Linked DNA regions of Mus musculus: region 2 is linked to region 1. Evidence: chromatin contacts called from public ChIA-PET data. All regions are on one chromosome and are shown on one strand. Each heading gives the region's core, a stretch centred on a gene start, on an enhancer-like site or on the middle of the called end of the contact. The rest is flanking DNA. Distances are from core to core; before and after follow the strand shown.

Region 1 (4,074 bases), core at 1,531-4,030:
CCAACGTTGAGAGGGAAAAATGGTTTGGCACCACACGTTAGGAACCTTCAAAGAACAGTTCATCCTAAAGAATTTGAAGTACACAAGCTGGGCAAGGTGTTGTACACATATCTCAGCACTTGAAGGTGGTGATAGGATGATGAGTCCAGCCTGGTCTACATCAGACAGTCTAGACCTAAAACTTAACCTGTATAAAGTTTATGTAGGAAGATAAGTGGGAACATGTCTACTTAAAGTAAAAATAGCAAGTTGCAGAAAGCCTTTTGTTTTCTCTCCTTTGTGATAGGGTTTCCTTATGTACTCAGAATCCTGCTTCAACCTCTTTTTTTTTTTTTTTTTTTTTTGGTTTTTTTGAGACAGGGTTTCTCTGAGTATCCCTGGCTGTCCTGGAACTCACTCTGTAGACCAGGCTGGCCTCAAACTCAAAAATCTGCCTGCCTCTGCCTCTCTGCCTCTCTGCCTCTGCCTCTGCCTCTGCCTCTGCCTCTGCCTCTGCCTCTGCCTCTGCCTCTGCCTCTGCCTCTGCCTCTGCCTCTGCCTCTGCCTCCCGAGTGCTGGGATTAAAGTTATGCGCCACCACTGCCCTGCTCTGCTTCAACCCGAGTGCTGGGATTAAAGTTATGCGCCACCACTGCCCTGCTCTGCTTCAACCTCTTAAGTGCTAGCATTACACACCCATCACTATACTGTGCAATATAGTTCCAAAAAGTGTCCAGGGATGTCTGAGGAAATGGCTCAGTGGGTAAGAGTACTTGCTGCCCAGACATAAAGACCTGAGTTCAGATCCAAAGAACCCATGAAAAAAACAGCCAAATTAATTTCTGTGTACATTTCTGCCACCCCAGTGCTGAGTCAGGGACAGAAGGATCACTGGAGCTTTCTCACTGCCAACCCAACTGAAAAAATTAACTCCAAATGAGAGGCCCTGTCTCAAGGGGAAAAGCACAGATCAGGTACTGGAAAAGATGGAAAATCCTCTTCACCAGTGTGTGTGCACATACATGTGTGGGCACACACATGCAAGCAGAATGTACAGGGAAATGGAAGCAGGTACAAACCAAAGAAGGCAATTGTGACGTCTGTTGTCCTGTGCCTTCAGTTTTCACAATTTCAGCATTCAATCCTCATTCTCATCTTTTTTTCCCCAGGCCGTGAGGAGAAAGAAAACGGATCAGTAGCAGTAGGAAAGTGAGAGAAGGTGTAGCGAATTCAGACACTGCAGAGAGGCCTCAGAAAGCAAACATGGTTACAGGAGACTCAAGTCACAGTCGCCAACATCAGAAAGTGCAGAAAGGTCGTCCCTATTTGAAGATTAGAAAAGAAATGTGCTAGGCAATGGTGAGGCATGCCTTCAATCCCAGCACTCCAGAGGCAGAAGCAGGTGTTCAAGGCTGGCCTGGGCTTCAGATGGAGTTCCTGGACAGCCAGGGCTACACAGAGAAATTCTGTCTCGAACCTCCCCACCTTCCCCCATCCCACACAAAGAAAAAGAAAAACAGATAAACATATTTCTAAAGGGGGCAAAGGAAATTTCTCATTACGATAGGTGTTGACGGGGATTGGAGAGACTATCCGAGTTAATAATCCCAGCACTTGGGAGGCAGAGGCAGGCAGATTTCTGAGTTCGAGTCCAGCCTGGTCTACAAAGTGAGTTCCAGGACAGCCACGGCTATACAGAGAAACCCTGTCTCGGAAACAACAACAACAACAATCATTCATCATCATCATCAGAGTAACGATAGCACCCATGAGTATGCCAGAACAAGAAAAAACAAGTGAGATATGCATACAGCACCATAACATAAGGAGAGCAAATTGCAAACCTGAGTGACAGGTGTACAGGACTCTTCCAGCAGGGAGTGCTCTGGTCTATCAAAAAGGTCCTGCTTAGCTGGAGGAAGGCATCCAGCTATGTGGCTTAGTGTGGTGGTTTGAATATGCTTGACCCAGGGAGTGGCACTATTTGGAGGTGTGGCCTTTCTGGAGTGGGTGTGGCCTTGGAGGAAACGAGTCGCTGTTGGCATGGGCTTTGAGACCCTACAAGCTGCCTGAGGATGCTGCTTTCTTTCTCTCTCTCTCTCTATTGTACTTCGTTACCCCGCTTAAAAACTGGTGCTACCGCCTAGATCCTGAACTGGGAGTTGGTAAGCACGGTCTGGTTAAGTAAGGGTCTATGCCCTTTAGACTTCAGTTCCCGCCAGCACAGACAGTGTAGGTCTGTTTAATAAATGAAGCCTTTTCAGATTGGGACATGCTAGTACAAAGACAGCGAGCCCCATTTCCTCACAGAGAGGGACCGATCCTTGTAGTTTCAGAACCAGGATTCCTTTCTGGGGAGAATGAACCTCTAGTCAACCTCTATGAAGATGGCCTTCAGGATACTCTCTTCTAGAAAGAGCTGGATGGAGTGAGGAAAGAAAGGCAAGATGCTATCTCTCCTGGCAGCTTGCTGACAGACTTGTGCTCCAAGTCGCTGCCAGGACTAAGCCAACCTGGTGAGAATTGACAGATACCACTCAAACCCCAAGGCCTACTAATTGGCTACTTGAGAGCCAATCAGAAACGAGTTTTGACTAGAGAGCCGAGATTGACAAGGTTGTCGGATTCCAGACAGCCAATCAGAAGCCAGATCTCTGAACTCTATTGGTGGGATGGAGAGGGTTGGGCCAGAACTGTCAGTAGTGTGTACTGACTGGGCGGAGGGATGTGGGAGGAGCCAATAGGAAGGCGGGGCTCGCAGCGGCGGCGGGTCCGGCCCCACCTCCTGCACCGCAACCACTAGCTGACTGAGGGGAGAGAGCAATCGGCCTCAGGACGTCCGGTCGCTGTGCGTGAGAGGAGGTGGAAGAGACTGAAGCGAGTCAAGGGTCTCTCTGAGGGGACATCCCCGAGAAGCGGCGGCGGGCTCCTGCAACCCTTGCGCTCCTCAAACTCACTGCGTGCTGACGCGGCAGGTCACTGCCCAGCCCCAGCCCTGCTGAGATTTCAGTGCGCAGTTTTGAGGGTCCCACCCTCCGCGGGCCTGCATGGTTTGGGGGTGGAAGCCATCCTAAGGCTCCTCTGGACCTGAGACAGGCCGGGAACGGGTTGTGGGCCACCTCCCTCCCATCGGCGTCTTTCGCTCCTCAGCAAGACCCCCTGGAAGTGAGTCTTGCTTCCAATCGCCCTTGGAGTGTAGAGTTCCTGCAGCCCGTGAGCTGTGAGTGGAGGCAACTCACGAAATAAGTGCAGGGAACATCACTGCCTGCTTCCCAAGCCTGGAAGCTCACAGCAGAGGGGTCGTCGAAGACAGACGTGGAGAAAGTGCTAAGGCAGAAGTCACAAAGACTTTGTAACACTTTAGGAGAAGGTGAGAGGAAAGACTAGTTTATGTATTATTATTATTTTATTCTTGTGTACTTTTCACCAAGTGCAGAGTGTAAGATCCACTCCCTCTCCATTCCCCTCTCATGCAGCGAAAAATTATGGAGTCTGGTGCAAACCTCCTGCTTAGAAGTCCTTACTGTTTGAGGTTGTTTTTGTTTGTTTGTTTGTTTGTTTGTTTCCGGCTCTAAATATTGTTGACAAGAAGTATACTAACATCTATATAGATTTCGATTCGCTCTCCACTCTCTCCACACATGGGGCGCATTTGATGAAAATGGATGTCTCTGTTGTTCTATTTTTATTTTTTAAGTTTTTTCTTTATGTGTATTTGCTTTCAGTAGCATGTTTCAATGTGTGTCCTTTTTTTTCAGGTTGTGGAGTTCTTTCTATATTCAGCAAAAAGGCTCAAAATTCTTCGTTGAACTCTTTTAGAGGCAGTGTGGCTAAAGTTACGGAGGTTGGCTGCCCAGCTGGTGCTAGGACTTTTCACAGCTCAGTAACTGTTTGGTACCAGGTTGTCCTGTGACCAGACCTGCCAACAGTACTTTGTAAACAGGACTTTGCTTTAACAAATAGGACTCTTCAAAGAGATAATTAACAAGCCCCCTTTAAGGACATGGGGATGTTTTCTGGAGATTGGCCTTCACCAATTGCCTTCAACAGTCTTCAATTTTAATAGCTTTTTCTTTTTGAGACAAAGTCTCTCAC
Region 2 (4,091 bases), core at 393-2,892, 230 kb after region 1:
GAAAGATAAGTTGCAACTTTTCTTGGGTTCTCAGTGGAATCTGGGCCCCTTCTGAAAGCTAAGACTCACCATAACATGGTACCTCACAAATGAAAACAAAACAAAACAAACAAACACCAAAAAAACCCCAACAACAAAAACCCCAAACAATGTCTCCCCATGTTGTTCTGTTGTAATTTTAGGAGGTCAGAATCAGGTACCTCAAGACCAGTGTAAAGGGAGAAAGCAGGTTCCCTCACAGAATATAAGAATTTCAAAGCCTAGTAGTATATGCCTTTAATCCTAGCACTCAAGAGACAGAGGCAGCTGGATCTCTGTGAGTTTAAGGCCATCCTGGTCTACATAGTGAGTTCAAGGACAGCCACTGCTACATAGTGAGCCTATTTCCAAAAACAAACGAATGCATTCCTAGTCTGGCGGTGGTGCAGGCCTTTAACCTCAGCATTCAGAAGGCAGACAGTCCGATCTCTGTGAGTTCGAGGCCAGACTGGTCTACAGAGAGTGCGTTTTAGGACAGCCAGGGCTACATAGTGAAACCCTGTCTCAAAAACAAACCAATAATAATAATAAAAGAATTTCAAGATGGTGACAGCAGGGCACTAAACCAGGCCCGGGAGCCTTACTAAGCTAGGAACCCTGGGTACTACATAGGTGACATGTCTAGAAAGTTGGTCTTGCCTCTGGAAAAATGTAGTCCTCTAGTTATTTGTGAACGAACCTAGGTTATTCCAGAATTGTGTTAAGTGCTGGGGAATCAGGTAAGAGCAAGAATTTATTAAATGACACAGGTGTCATTAGGCTTTTCCTCCCCTCAATCCTAGGGGTGCTTCTCTGAATGAGATTTCAGTGTTAAGCAGAGACAACAGAAAGAAGCAATAAGTTAACCTAGGAAAGGGATACATGGTATCTACATGGTTACTTTAGCTTAGTTGGTCAGGAAGGATCAGTCTGACACATTTGAGATGTGACTTCAACAAACATGGTCCATTCTGGGAAGTCCAGCAGAAACTCAGGACGCAGAGTATCCACATTAGCGCGAGCACATAAATGTTTACGTGAAAGATTGAAATGATGATGGGAAGAAGCTGGCAGGCTCTATCATCGTCTTCGGCAAATGGGAGCGAAGGAGGGAGTACAAGTCTGGAGAGAAGGACCTTTCGGGAGTCACACTTAGAAAAGTGGTGGGTGGTTCAGCGCGGAGCGAGAGCAACATACGTGAAGGTGCTAGGCGCACACCTCTCATCTCCCCATCCCGGCCGCGCCCAGGCCAGGTGAGTGGGTGGCCGGTGGACAACCACGCGGAGGAGCAACCTCCAGGGGCCCGCGCGTTTCCTACCCGAGCCGACGTGGCCGGCGCGATAGGCCGCGCACGTGTCTGGCCAGAGGCCCCGGTGCAGCGCAGAGGCGCGCAGGGGAGCTCAGGTTCATCCTCGTGCGGTGCCGCCGGCCCAAATCCTCGGGGCGAGCGGCGGGTGCTGGGCGCGGAGCCCCGGTGTGGGGCGGAAAGGGGCTGGGTCATGAGAGGAGGGGGCGGTCGGGAGCGCGCGCGGAGCTCGCGGGCGCGCGCCGGGGCGGGGGCAGCCCTCTCCCAGGCGGCGGTGGGGGCGGCGTCGCTGTTGCCCTTTTAAGCCGCGGGGCCACCGCCTCCTGCGGGTGGAGTCGGTTACAAAGGCAGCAGCCGGCCCGGCTCCCGCACGCTCGCTCGCTCCCTCGCTCGCACGCCCGCCCGCCGAGGCCTCGCGCTCCTCGCCATTTTCCAGCCGCGCTCGGACGCGGGTCGCGGCGGCGGGGAGAGGCGGAGCCGCGAGAGCGCGGCCCGGGCCGGCCCCGCGGGGCGGTCGCGGCCGTGACGGCGGCTCCCGGCCCCGGCTCCCTTTCCTCACCCCTCCCGCTGGAGATGAGGGGAAGATGTCCGTGTCAGGGCTCAAGGCCGAGCTGAAGTTCCTGGCGTCCATCTTCGACAAGAACCACGAGCGATTCCGCATCGTCAGCTGGAAGCTGGACGAGCTGCACTGCCAGTTCCTGGTGCCGCCGCCGCCACCACCGCCGGGCAGCTCGCTTTCGCCGCCGCCGCCGCTCACACTTCACTGCAACATCACGGTGAGGCGCCGGGTCGTAGCCCCTCGGGGCCGGGCGGGGGCGGACCTGGGCGCCGCAGTCCCGGGACAAAGGGCGCCTGCCCGGGAGACCCCCGGTGTCCCGGGCACGGCCGGTTGGCGGCTGGGCCCTGGGCCCGGCCGGGAGCTCGGGCTGCCTGGTCGGGAGGAGGTGGAGGCGCGTCGCAGCACGGCGCGGGCCGGCTTTGCTCTGTTGGCCCCTCGCGGCCCCCGTCGGGCCCCGAGGTCGCCATGGCCGCCCGCAGCCGGCCTGCTCTGGGGACCGCGGCTCGTCCGTGGGCTCCTGTCAGTCGCTCAGGTGGAAAGGCTCTCAAGTATCTGTTTTAGCTACTCGTTTTCCCATCGGGTTCCAAAACCCACGTCCTTGCTTGTTCAACCAGTTCTCGTTTGTGTTTTGGTCTCCGAGGACAAACGAACACTGAAAGCCTACGTATTTAAGGAAAAAGTTTAGGACGCAACCCCGGGGGATGGTGTGGAACCATCGTTTAGCCCTGACCTGGCTTTGCGCTTACGTGTTTTGGAAAAGCTCATGGAACCTTCCACGCGGCAGGTGGTGTGGTGAGTGTGCAAGCTGTCCCACCTGTGCCCTGTGCGGAAGCCTGGACGTTACCAGGAGGGGAAAGGAGATGCTTCGCAGTTTATTACCGGGGAAGATCAAGTGGGATTGGAAGGCTGGAGAAACACGTGGGAAGTTACTTTTCTGTTTAAGGGAAATGCTCTTTAGAAACATTCAGTTGGTAAAATTATCAGATTGTAAGTGAACTCTCTCCCCCCCCCCCCTATCGAAGTGTATTATGAGGCTGACTGTTCATTGTGAAATTGATCTCATGTGCAGAAAATACACCTTATTACAACTGGAGTTAAGGTGGTAGTTTTTATATGGCTAAGATTCCTTCTGTTAAGTCAGCCAATAGATAACCCCAAGTGTGGTGGGAATTTCAAAGGCCTTAACTTTATGATAGTTATCAAACTCTATTGGAGAAGGTGGATAGTGTTAGTACTATTAGGTACTGCTATATCTGGCAAAAGAAAAAACTGCAGCAGTGTGCTTTAGTGAGGAGGGAATTCACTTTCTGAATATCTTGTTAAGCTGTTGTGGGTACTAGTGTTTGAGAACTTGGCAGGCCAGTGCCTATACAGAGAACTCAGACTTCTTGGAGCGTTTTATATAGCTGCGACAACTACTTTGATGTTATGAAATCTAAAGGGAGCATCTAATTTTGCGTAGGGAGCTGTGTTGACTAGTTTTCTGTTAACTTGACAAGTAATAAGAGAGGGAACCTCAATTGAGAAAAATAACACCTCAAGATTGGCCTGTAGGCCAGCCTATGGGGCATTTTCTTCACTAATGATTGAGGAAGGGCTCAGCCAATTGTGGTGGTTTACCCCTGGGTAGTTGGTTCTGTGATGGTGGGTATGGGCTTTTTAATCAGCACTGCATAGGCAGAGAGGCAGAGAGGGAGGCAGAGAGGCAGGCAGAGAGGGAGGCAGAGAGGCAGAGAGGCAGAGAGGCAGAGGCAGAGGGAGGGTCTCTGAGGCCAGCCTGGTCTACAGAGTGATTTCCAGGACAGCCAGAGCTATACAGAGAAACCCTGTCTTGGAAAACAACAACAAAACAAGACAAAAAAACTCACAAAAAACAAACAAACAAACAAACAAAAAAACCCCACCTAAGTAAGAAGTGTCCTCACCCCCTGACTTCTGCTTCAGTTCCTGCTTTGAGTCTTGCCCTGACTTACCTCAGTGATGGAGTGTGACCTGAGAGTTGGAAGCTGAAGTTACTCTTCTCCCATCCCCCAAGCCCTTTCCCAGTTTGCTTTCAGTCATGATGTTTTATCACAGCAATAGAAGCCCTAAGACAGGAACTGAAGGTGTGCCTCTGAGAAAGCTTTGAGTAGTTGAATGGGTGAGTACAATTTTGGAAGGCTGGCATAAGCGAGGGTGTTCCAGACCTAGGAAACTCCACCCAGATGA

The links. ChIA-PET counts read pairs in DNA pulled down with a chosen protein or histone mark.
Region 2: an RNA polymerase II ChIA-PET map of memory CD8 T cells shows a contact between it and region 1, with 14 read pairs. The contact joins the promoter of Ube2q2 here to the promoter of Hykk in region 1. A contact is called at or near these places in 3 of 115 datasets of contacts at active chromatin or transcription factors (embryonic hindbrain, extraembryonic endoderm stem cells and memory CD8 T cells) and 1 of 9 other capture datasets (adipose tissue).

What each region holds. Positions count from the first base shown.
Region 1 is chr9:54,914,510-54,918,583 of GRCm38.p6, forward strand. It overlaps Hykk (hydroxylysine kinase 1), which reads left to right and starts at 2,781. Exons shown (of 5, transcript NM_177351.4): 1 at 2,781-3,349.
Region 2 is chr9:55,147,727-55,151,817 of GRCm38.p6, forward strand. Ube2q2 (ubiquitin-conjugating enzyme E2Q family member 2) reads left to right here and starts at 1,643. Exons shown (of 13, transcript NM_180600.3): 1 at 1,643-2,100. The coding sequence starts at 1,909.